Linked DNA regions of Mus musculus: regions 1 and 3 are each linked to region 2. Evidence: chromatin contacts called from public ChIA-PET data. All regions are on one chromosome and are shown on one strand. The core of a region is the stretch at or near the end of the contact, and the rest is flanking DNA. Distances in the headings are between cores, read along the strand shown.

Evidence for each region. ChIA-PET counts read pairs in DNA pulled down with a chosen protein or histone mark.
Region 1: a contact with region 2 is called in an RNA polymerase II ChIA-PET map of memory CD8 T cells, with 185 read pairs. The contact joins two enhancer-like sites. A contact is called at or near these places in 1 of 484 Hi-C or Micro-C datasets (cortical neurons) and 2 of 115 datasets of contacts at active chromatin or transcription factors (effector CD8 T cells and memory CD8 T cells).
Region 3: a contact with region 2 is called in an RNA polymerase II ChIA-PET map of memory CD8 T cells, with 50 read pairs. The contact joins two enhancer-like sites. A contact is called at or near these places in 4 of 15 datasets of contacts at CTCF or cohesin (the NIH/3T3 cell line, large pre-B cells, pro-B cells and 1 more), 39 of 484 Hi-C or Micro-C datasets (the G1E-ER4 cell line, the MC38 cell line, the N1E-115 cell line and 23 more), 21 of 115 datasets of contacts at active chromatin or transcription factors (the HPC-7 cell line, the NIH/3T3 cell line, T-cell acute lymphoblastic leukemia and 16 more) and 4 of 9 other capture datasets (adipose tissue, embryonic tail, embryonic trunk and 1 more).

The regions. Positions count from the first base shown.
Region 1 is chr17:83,769,497-83,773,027 of GRCm38.p6, forward strand. The region is part of intron 8 of Mta3 (metastasis associated 3); the gene reads left to right. It overlaps Gm46597 (predicted gene, 46597), which reads right to left. Exons shown (of 3, transcript NR_168497.1): 2 at 3,375-3,531; 3 at 2,143-2,447. Among named protein-coding and RNA genes, the nearest start is that of Gm46597, 6.7 kb to the right of the region's middle. Within about 2 kb of position 1,380, at least 16 of the 459 cell types and tissues checked have an H3K27ac peak or open chromatin away from gene starts, as enhancers often do. A contact at or near this core is called in memory CD8 T cells, where this site is marked.
Region 2 is chr17:84,417,839-84,421,215 of GRCm38.p6, forward strand. The region is part of intron 21 of Thada (thyroid adenoma associated); the gene reads right to left. Among named protein-coding and RNA genes, the nearest start is that of Gm24722, 28 kb to the left of the region's middle. Within about 2 kb of position 1,668, at least 124 of the 459 cell types and tissues checked have an H3K27ac peak or open chromatin away from gene starts, as enhancers often do. A contact at or near this core is called in the HPC-7 cell line, memory CD8 T cells and regulatory T cells, where this site is marked.
Region 3 is chr17:83,878,726-83,882,215 of GRCm38.p6, forward strand. No RefSeq gene overlaps it. Among named protein-coding and RNA genes, the nearest start is that of Gm35125, 5.7 kb to the left of the region's middle. Within about 2 kb of position 1,671, at least 33 of the 459 cell types and tissues checked have an H3K27ac peak or open chromatin away from gene starts, as enhancers often do. A contact at or near this core is called in the HPC-7 cell line, memory CD8 T cells and regulatory T cells, where this site is marked.

The DNA of each region.
Region 1 (3,531 bases), core at 130-2,629, 650 kb before region 2:
GCCTGGACTTCACTTGCCTCTGACTCCACAGTGCTAGGATTAAAGGTGTACACCATCACGTACACCCAGCTCATTACTGCAGTGTTTTTTATTAAGCAGAAGGAGACCTGGAGGCTCGGGCAGCTGGGGGCTGTGTTGCTGAATCACATCCATTCTTGTCTCTACCAAGGCCTCTCTGGTCCACCAGCTCTCCTACCTGCCTTCCGCCTCCTCATCACTAGAACGCCGCGGGTGTTTATCTTTCTGGATTAGCTATTCTTGAATATATGTGTGTGTGTGTGTGTGTGTGTGTGTGTGTGTGTGTGTGTGTGTGTGACAGACAGAGCAGAGAGAAACAGAAAGAAAGAGAGATGGGATGGGTAGGACAAACAGACAGACATATGGAAGACCTTGGCTTCCTGTTTAAACTGCTGTAGCTTCACGTTCATTTGGAATCTTAAGGTCCTAGGAATTGATGTTCAATCTGGGTGGGGCTGATTAAAACTGATGCTTAAAGTCTGCATACAGAATTTGGGCATTGCTTGCCAGATGGGATGCATGAAAAACTCGTAGCGGCCTTTTTTTTTTTTTTTAAGATTTATTTATTTATTAATTATTTTATGAATGTAAGTACACTGTAGCTGTACAGATGGTTGTGAGCCTTCATGTGGTTGTTCGGAATTGAATTTAGGACCTCTGCTCGCTCTATCAACTCTGCTCGCTCAGTCCCTGCTCGCTCTGGCCCCAAAATTTATTTATTATTATAAATAAGTACACTGTAGCTGTCTTCAGACACACCAGAAGAGGGCATCAGATCTCATTACAGGTGGTTGTGAGCCACCATGTGGTTGCTGATATTTGAACTTAGGATTTGAGCAGTCAGTGCTCTTACCCGCTGAGCCATCTCACCAGCCCTCATAGTGGCCTTTCACTGTCTGTCCATTTTCCTTGGGGACTTTATAAAGGGGACTCCAGGCTTTTAGCATTCCTCGACCGTTTGCTCATCTAGGACACCTGTACCTCTTGTCAATCACCAGTACTTGGGGGCAAGTAGCTGTTTATGCCCGGTTCTGACTTCCTCATTTTGAGGTCAGTTATGAATGCAGCAGAGCTGCAGATTTCAGGTGTTGCTGATCTAAGATCCGTAAGATTGATATTGTTAAGATACTGAGGACCCTGGTTGGTAGTGCACCCCGCAATCCTAGCTCTTGGGAGGTAGGAGCATGCAGATCAAGAGTTCAAAGTGCAAACAACAAACTATACTGTGCTCATGGAGGGTTCGTTCATACATGTTGCTCACTTCATAAAATAGAACGTATTTTGTGTAGCACACAGAGGGGAAAGCATCAACGAGAAATGCTTACACCCAGCTGACACCCTTCCCCCTCGCTTGGCTGGTAAGCACTGTAGTCAAGCCCTGCCTTCTCTTGCGGTGGGAACATCATGAAGGTCTCACACAAAGGAAGATGGCCGTGAAGTCACCAGGTAGTGCAACCCTGGTGCCAGTATTGTATGTGTGATGTATGCAATCTGTCCTGGACTGAAACATTGCTACCCTATTGTCACTGGCATTGGTAGAGTGCCCTCCACTCCACCCCTATTTGTGATGTTGGTCACAAGGCCACCCCTTGGCCTGCAGGGCAGTGTCAGCATCGTCAGGGACATGCCTCGCTCCCAGAGGAGACACGTGCTCTGCTTCTCTCTGCTGCTTGGACTCTGGAAACTAAGTAACTTGGAGAGCAGAGTCAAAGAAAGAAGTTTTGGTTGTGGCCTTGAACACCAGGATAAGTCTGCAGGTGATGAACCCAAGGCGCCAAGCAGTTAAGAAGCTGCAGGAGGACCCATCGCCGAGGATCAGTGACAGGCAGGCTTTCTGGTGGCAGGTCTGGACTGAGGAAGGTTGGCTGTGCTGGCTCAATAAGAGATGGACTCGGGTATCGGAACAGCGCTAATGCCTGTAACACAGAATATCTTCTGAAAATGCCGCCCCCTTCCCTGCTCCCATGGGATGTCCCTGAGGTGTCCCTTCCTCACCCCAGCTCTGTCTGGAGTCCTCTGGAGTCGAGTCAGGCATTGTTCTGGCAGCTGCCTGACTGTGTGTTTGCCAGATGACACTGTGGAGAGTTAACTCAGGCGGTCAGGCTTGGTGGCAACAGACATTGCTTTTATTCATTCATTTATTCATCCATTTATTTATTTATTTATTTATTTATTTATTTATATTTATTTATTTATTTATTTAAAGGAAGGCTTTAAGTGTCGTGGTTCAGCCTTGAACTTCCTTGTGTATTGATTTCTGATGCTGTTGCCTCCATCGTGAGCACTGAGATTAGGGTGTGCATTGCTGAGCGGGTGTTGCGAGGTGCTGCTGTCTGGACCCAGGAGTTCGTGTATGTCAGATAAGATTCTGCCAACTGAGACTCTTCAGCCAGTACTTTAGCACGAATGCAGGAGACCTCAGAAGATCACTGGATTTGAATGTGGGGGGAATAGAGTAGAGAATTTAAATACGCCAGAATTTTTGAAAAGAGGCTAAATGCACAAACTCATACTAAAGATTGCTTATGTCATGTAACATCTTTACTGGGCAAGCAAATCGTGTGCTGAAACCCAGTGTCTGTGTAGGGCAGGGTGGCCTCCTGTGAGGTCCGGGGCAGGGGTGAAATGTTTGAACAACAATCGTTTTTTACCACGATGATCAAAATGAACAAAAGATGAGAAATCCCCTTGCCAAGATCTCCTTGTCAGTCTTCCTCCTAAAATACTTGTGTTTGTCATTTCCATCTGTTATGAATGAGATGACATGTGACAACACCTTTGCTTTTTGGCAGAGGGAACAGCTTGTGATCAGTTATGATTTTCAGAATTTAGATTCGAGTGGATCTTGCAGCACGCATGTACGTATCTACGGAGAAGATGCGACCTCTGCAGAGTCTTCCTCTGAGGGGAGACGTAGCTTGTCCTGTGCTTAGTTTTCAAATCCATCTGTAATTTTAAGTTGAGCTATATGTGCAGTAGCATGTGTGGAGTGACTTTCATGGGTGCATGCATCACTGTAAACCCACCAGTGGGTGTAGGTAAGTGTAGTGTCCCCAGAGCTCGCTTGTCTTCCATTCACTATTCTGGAACACAGACAGATGCATCGCACTGAATTTTATTATTATTATTATTATTACTGAATGTTGTTTTTTGTTGTTTTAGAAGCTATGTTCTTTCACTTAAAGCTTTTAAAGAGCATGGTTAGATCACACAGAAGTGCATTCGAAAGCAACGCCTCTGCATGTCAGAAAGCGGAGGCTAGGAGGGACCCTCTGGTTCACATAATGAAATTGCCCCCTAGAGGTTCAGTTCCCACTGACTGCACCACCCCCTCCACCAGGCTGTGGTTGGCTTACTAGAGAAAATGAGTCTCAGTGTCAGTGCAGGCTGGAGCTGACTGGTGGCTGGGAAGCTGTCCTGCAGGCTGCGCCTCCTGAGTTGCTGGGCCGCAGTGCACATCTTTGCATCCGGCTTGTGCTGTGGCTTAAGTGTGGGTTTCCTCTGGTTAAGCAG
Region 2 (3,377 bases), core at 418-2,917:
TACAAAAATAATAGGTTATTATGAAGGCATTTCAGAGCAGAGAAAATAAGGACAAAAAAAATAGCCTTTTCCCTAAAATGGAGTACTGATATTGTGGCATACTTTAATAAAAACGAACGCTGTTCACAGAGGGTTTCCGTGAGGGCCTGCAGAAGCCCACTATCTTCTCCTTCAGCAGACATCGCTTTCCCACTGCTTCTTTATGCTAACTCCCTTCAAATGGCATAAATAAACAGCACATCATACAACTAAAGCAGTCCCACGTTTGCCTGGTGGGTGGTCTTCTCCAGCAGACCACAACCCTAGCAAAACACAAGCACCTGCTGACACCCTCTCAGTAGATAACCAGAACAAGGTGACACATAGCATCAGAAAGCAGGTAACAGTGGTAAGAAATGGTCAGAAACCAAATGTATTCATTGGTGTATATGTATGTGTATGGGGTGCCAATGGAGGTCAGAGGACAGACTGTGGGAGTCCACTCTCTCCTTCCACTACATGGGTCCCAGGGATTAACCCTGGCAGAAAGCACTGAACCCAAAACTTCTCAATTTCGTTTTTAAAATGAAAAGGTCATCTGAAAATATAAGCATTTCATTAGAAACTGAGTTTCTAAGGGTCAAAAAGTGTTATTTTCCAGTTTTTTTAAAAAAACAAACAAACAAACAAACTTTAACATAAAAAATAAATTCTCCCCGGGTGGTGGTGGCACACACCTTTAATCCCAGCACTTGGGAGGCAGAGGCAGGTGGATTTCTGAGTTCAGGCCCAGCCTGGTCTACAAAGTGAGTTTCAGGACAGATAGGGCTATACAGAGAAACCCTATCTCGAGGAAAAAAACAAAAATTCTCCCCGGATATTTTATTATTATATTTAATTGAGCCAGGGTCTCATTTACAGTTCAGGCTGGCTTGAAACTCACTACATAGCTGAAGCTGGCCTTGACTCTCTGATGATCCTCCTGCCTCAGCCTCCAAGTACTAGGATTACAGGCACAAGCCAGCATACACAGCTCTCAGGGACCCTGAAGGAAACCAAAGCTAAAGTGAAATAAAAAGAAGATACTGATTTCTAATCTTAAAATTAAACATGACACTGCCCTTTAAATTTAACATATTCTACTTCTGACTTTTTATAAAACCCTAAAGCAAATTAGCAATGTTTTACAGATTTACAGGTCACAAGTCCACAGGGGAGAACAGCTACTTGCTATGTCTCCAGGCATCTATAGCTTACCATCAGATAAACTAGCAGTCTATAAATGTCTAATTTTGGTTTGACAGTATACTATAAAATAGTAAGCCTTAATTTAAATTCCGAGTTTAAAACAGAACCATTTCTTATAATGTTGGGACTGTCTCCAGCTGGAAGACTCTAATTCCATTTTGTTTACATGAGACGCTCCACAGGACTTAAAGCCTAATAAAATGACTATGTTTAAAAGCAATCCTGCTCCATTATAATCATTTCTTACTAACAATGAGAATTTCTTCAAAATCTAAGCTTTGTTCCTCTATATCATTATAAAGGCTTTCTGGTGTGCAGACACCGTCTTACCAGAAGGTCTATTTTCCTTGTTCTAGCAAATGCTCAGCACAGACCGTCTGACTGTTACCCTTCAGGCCTGGGTTCTCCAAGTGAGGCACTGCTTCGCTGCATAACTCAGCTCTGGGTGATCAGAAAACCACATCTGAGTCTTCTCTGTGTTCCCACAACACCCATGCAGTAAAACAGTCAGTAAACAGGCGACTAAATGATGTGGTCTCTCCTGAAGTTTAAAAGTTAACACTTCTACTCATCAGAGCTCAATATACTCATAATTTCTAAAATCTAATATAAACAAAATAAAACAGGCAATTCCTTTGTGACTTATGAATACTAATGAGTGAATTCCGTTTGTAATCAATCACAAAAAAATTAAATAATGACACAACAGAGGAAATGCACCCAGCCAATCAAGGACCCCGATCACCCACGCATCACCAGAATCTGAAGCAGAAGGTTCTACCAGCTGGCAATACTTCCTCACAGGGTTTCTGTGGGAACAACTACTACAGAGTGTGACGCAAGCAAGTGTGAAGAAAACGTACCCAAAAGCCTGTTTTTAGAAACACTAGGTGGAATCTACAGAGAAATTGATATTCAACACAGAAGTTATTTTAAAACCTCAGTAGGCATTTAAAGATCAGTATCAGCATCACACTGGAAAGAGGGCCAACAAAATATCCAGCAGGTCTGTCAGCAGAGCAGCAAGCTCGAAACCTAGACACACACCAGTGAGTCAGGAAACACTGAGATAAGCTTGTGTGCACTGCTCACTCTTGAAGGGTCTCAGCTTACAGCCCTCAAAGCAGCTTTATCTCTGCCACCAGCGCAGGACACTATAAAAGAACCTTTCATTGTGTGATTACAGAGCAGGACAGTCAGACCTGCCACCAGGGGAACAATTTCCTCTTGAAGAAGCTGGGAGAGCACACTGCCTCACAAGAAATGCTCTATAGGAAGGATCAGGTAGTCAAAACTCCAGTAGAAAGTTATCTTTCATGCCTTGAGAGAGCTGGTGTGGGGAAGGGGAAGGGGAAATCACCTTAAAGAAAACCTAAGTGAGTCACTCAGAACAAAGGGAGCACTGTGCCACGCGAACCCATGAGGGGAAGGACAGAGGCAGAAATTAGCTTTGGGATCTTTGTCAGCCCAGGTAATGAATCCATTTCCTCATACTGAAGGGAGCTGGGGAGTATCACAGCAAAGCGCCTTCAATGAACCAAGCATTAAAAACTCAGAATTGAAAATAAGCACCAGCTCTCCTCTCCATATAGCAACAAAGTCCCCAACTTGTCCTCCTGCCTCCTGTCAGCCGTGGTTATAATCATCCTCCTGTGTGCGCTCCTTGAGTAGTCAGCCTTAACCAAGGTCAGAAAGCAGGGTGATCTGAGAACAAAAGCAGGACCCCCAGAACGTAAGAGGGAGGTGAGAAGGAGACTCAGGCTGACTGCTGCTGTTTTAGCTTTACAGAGAGAAGTCGGCTAGGTTCACACTCACCTATCTAAGTGGTGACCTCTCAGGTTGGTGGGTTTTGTCAGCATGTACAGCAAAGGTAGCTTTGCTAAGTGACTATGTTCTTGGCACCAAGAATGTGCAGATTTACCTTAGGTACAGCCAGTCACCCTGATACAAACTAATTCTTGAAAGTATTAAATATATGCAATCACTTTTTATTTATAAAAGCAGAATTTAGAACCTGCTGTGGTTCGAGTACTTGGAAGGCCAGCCTGGGCTCAATAACAAGGCAGTGTCTCAAAAGTCAATATGACGAAGAGCTAGACGAGCTGTCAAGAGCACTTGCTGCTCTGGTAAGAGGACCCAGGGGTCAGTCC
Region 3 (3,490 bases), core at 421-2,920, 540 kb before region 2:
AGAAGAGGGAGTCGGATCTCATTATGGATGGTTGTGAGCCACTATGTGGTTGCTGGGGTTTGAATGCTCAGGACCTTCAGAAGAGCAGTCAGTGCTCTTAACCACTGAGCCATCTCTCCAGCCCTCTAGACTGTTTTATGTGTTACTGCCTAGCAAACTGCACCCAAACTTGCCAGTTTAAAGCAGCCTCAGTGTAGAGTGAGGAAGAGCAACTCTGTGAACACACACCACGTCCAAGGCAACTCTTTATAAAGGACAAAACAACACTTAATTGGGTCTGCCTTACAATTTAGAAGTTCATTCAATTCTCGTCAAGGTGGGAGCATGGCAGTGTGCAGGCATGGCCCTGGAGGAGCTGAGAGTTCTACATCTTGTTCCAAAGGCAAACTGGAGAAGAATGATTTCCAGGCACTGGGAGGAGAGTCTCAAAGCCCACCCGCACAGCGACACACTTCCTCCAACAAGGCCACACCTCCTAGTAGTGCCACTCCATGGGCCAAGCATATTCAAACCACCACCGTGGTTAAGAGCATCTATAGATCTGAGTTTGGATTCAAGCACTCACAGCAGGGAGCTCAAAAGCCCCTAGAACTCCAACTCCAGCAAATCTGATGGCCTCTTCTGGCCTCCTTGGGTTCCTGCACTCACAGGTGCCCACCCACATAAAGACATTCACACACACACACACACACACACACACACACAACTTTAAAAATCTTTAAAAGGTGAAGAAATAACAAAGACAAACAAGAAATTGCAATTCAAGTCAAACCAAAACAGACAAACACCCTTTTCTTATCTCTGTGGTTCTGGGAGCCCCAGGTGACTATCAAGGGCATCTGTCACTGCTCTTTCTTATAATTCTCAGGCAATGGTGGTTAGGAATGGGTGTCTGGGATCATCAGGAGGCTGACTGGGTAGTACTGGCTCTTTCTCTCTCCCCATGATGTCTGTGTACCTTTCTGTATCGGAACAACTGGCTTCTCCAGTGGGGTAGCTGGAAGTCTTACAAGGTGCTCAAGAGTCCCAGAAGTGAGTGCTTAGGAAAGGAGGAGCCACTGGCAGCATTCTGAGAGAGCACTTTCAAACTCAGGCAACCTACTTCGACCACACTCCGTTTCTTAGCATGAATCACAGACCAGCTCAGACTCACTTATCGGGGAGTGAGCACACAGGACTGAAACAGCAGCAGTGTTTTCTGGGGCATCCTTGGGAAGGCAGGGGATACCTGGCTGGAAGTATTGAAGGTGAGGGAAGACGGAGACCGGTGGCTTTTGCTTTGGGGCCCTCAGAAGCCAGAAGCTGAGGAACGTTGAGAAGATGGCGTCCTGGGACACAGGGAGGAAACCTCCTGAGGAAACCATGCCTGAGATCATCACGGGCAATACAGAGGCCAATGTCTGTGATGACACGACAGTGACAGAGATTGTCCTGTCTAAAGCAATCTCCAGGCAACGCACTGAAGAAAAGAAGAGCAACGAGCTAAAGAAGGCACTGTTCCACTCTGGAGCAAATTTGGGGAAGCTAGGGAGGCTAGGACTGCCATTCCAGCTGAAATCTCTCAACGAAGGAACAGGCTTCAGGTCAAAAGCACAGGCCAGGGTGCTGCCAGCGAAGTGTGGGTGGGGATGAAGAGGAAGCCAAGGGTGTGGCTGTAAATCCTTCTGTGATGCCTTAGTAACACTCAAGGGCATGTCTCGTGGGCCTCACGGGTAGACAGTGAGGATCCTGAAGGCCATACAGATACAGCTTAAATTCTTTACTGGACAGCAGCGCATCTAGAACTGCCACAGGCTCCTTACCGGTAGCTTAAAGTCAAGATAAACTTTAAAGTAAATAAATGGTGTGGCTTTGGTCTAAGAAGGAAGTTAGAACCTGATATATAGAAACCTACAGGAGCTATAGAGAGGGCTGGAGGTTAAAAGTGTTTCCTGTTTCTGTAGACGTCCTGAGTTCCTTTTCCAGCACCTATATTGAGCCCCTGATGGACTCCTGTATCTCCAGATCTTCTGGGGCTCTTCTGGCCTCCTTGGGTGCTGCTCTCGTGTGCAAATGTCCCTTCTCACATGAACACACAGTTAAAAATTGAGGGCGACACAAAAAAAAAGAAGCCCACAAAGTTTAAAAAGTAATTCTACAGGTTAAACTCAAAGAGCTATAGGTGAGATAAAGAGGTCGTTGAGAGCAGGCCATGTTTGGCGAAAGCAGCTACTGGCCGTTTCTTACGGACAGTTGCTGTGTCTATGGCTGTGCTTAAGACCATGACCCAAAGCATCTGGGAGAAGAAAGTGTGTGTTTGAGATAGATGTCCTGAGTACAGTCCTTCACCGGAGCAGGAACCTGAAGGCAGGCAGTAAGTGAGCAATAAGTGAGGTAGGGACCATAGAGGAGTGCTTGTCCCCATGGCTTGCTCAGACTGTTTTCTTATACATCCCAGGAGCTGCCCAGGGATGGCACTTCCTGTTGTGAATGGCCCTGGTGCTGTTTGTATTTTGATGTTAATTCCACTTTCCCAGGAAGGGATGTCTGGAACGAGGGATGAGTCCTGTACTCAGGTGACTTCTTATGAACCCTCCCCTAATGAATAAAGAGACCAATCACTGGGCAAGCAGGCAGGGCTTACTGGTTGGAGAGAGGAAGAGAGGAGGCAGGAGAGTGATTGGACAGGGACATCGAGAGGACAAGATGTAGCTACTAGTTTCTCCTGGTTTAGATGATGAATCCACTAGGATTTGAGGCCGGAGGATTTAGATTTAATATGGCTTACAAGATTAGGGTTCTAGTTGGTGTGCCCAGTGATTGAGTTACCATTGATTCTGAACTAAGTTTGTGTGGTGTTTTCCTTTACGCCGTGGCTTGACTGGGTTCCAGAGAGAAAGGTATAGCGGCAGCACATTGTAGGTTTCCCAGAAGTGCACCACAAAAGGCCATGGGAGTTTTGAAGCATGAGGCTGGTGTGGTAGCAACCGGCCAGTGGGAACTTAGCAAGCTGGGTGGAGAGATTTCGGAGCTTTGAGTCAGAAAGTCTCCACAAGATGCTAACAGTCTGGCCATTGCCCACCAGTGCTTGGCCGGCCAGCCCGTTGGTGCCTTTCCACCAATAGCATGGATTTATTATGATTATGATTATTATTATTCCACAACAACTGCCCACACTAGGCTAGGCCTTTTTATGTCAATTTTCCATGAAGAAGGCTTGTCTAAGGCATGTCTATGAATGTCTTAGTTTGGGTTTTACTGCTGTGAACAGACACCATGGCCTTGGCAATTCTTATAAGGATGACATTTAGTTGGGTCCGGTTTGGTTCAGAGATTCAATCCATTGTTATCAAGGCTGGAGCATGGCAGTGTCCAGGCAGGCATGGTGCAGGAGGATCTGAAGGCTGATAGAAGACTGGCTCCCACGTGGTTAGGAGAAGGGTCTCATGCCCACCCCCACAGTAACACACTTCCTCTAACCAGGCCACACTCACTCTAACAAGGCCTTACC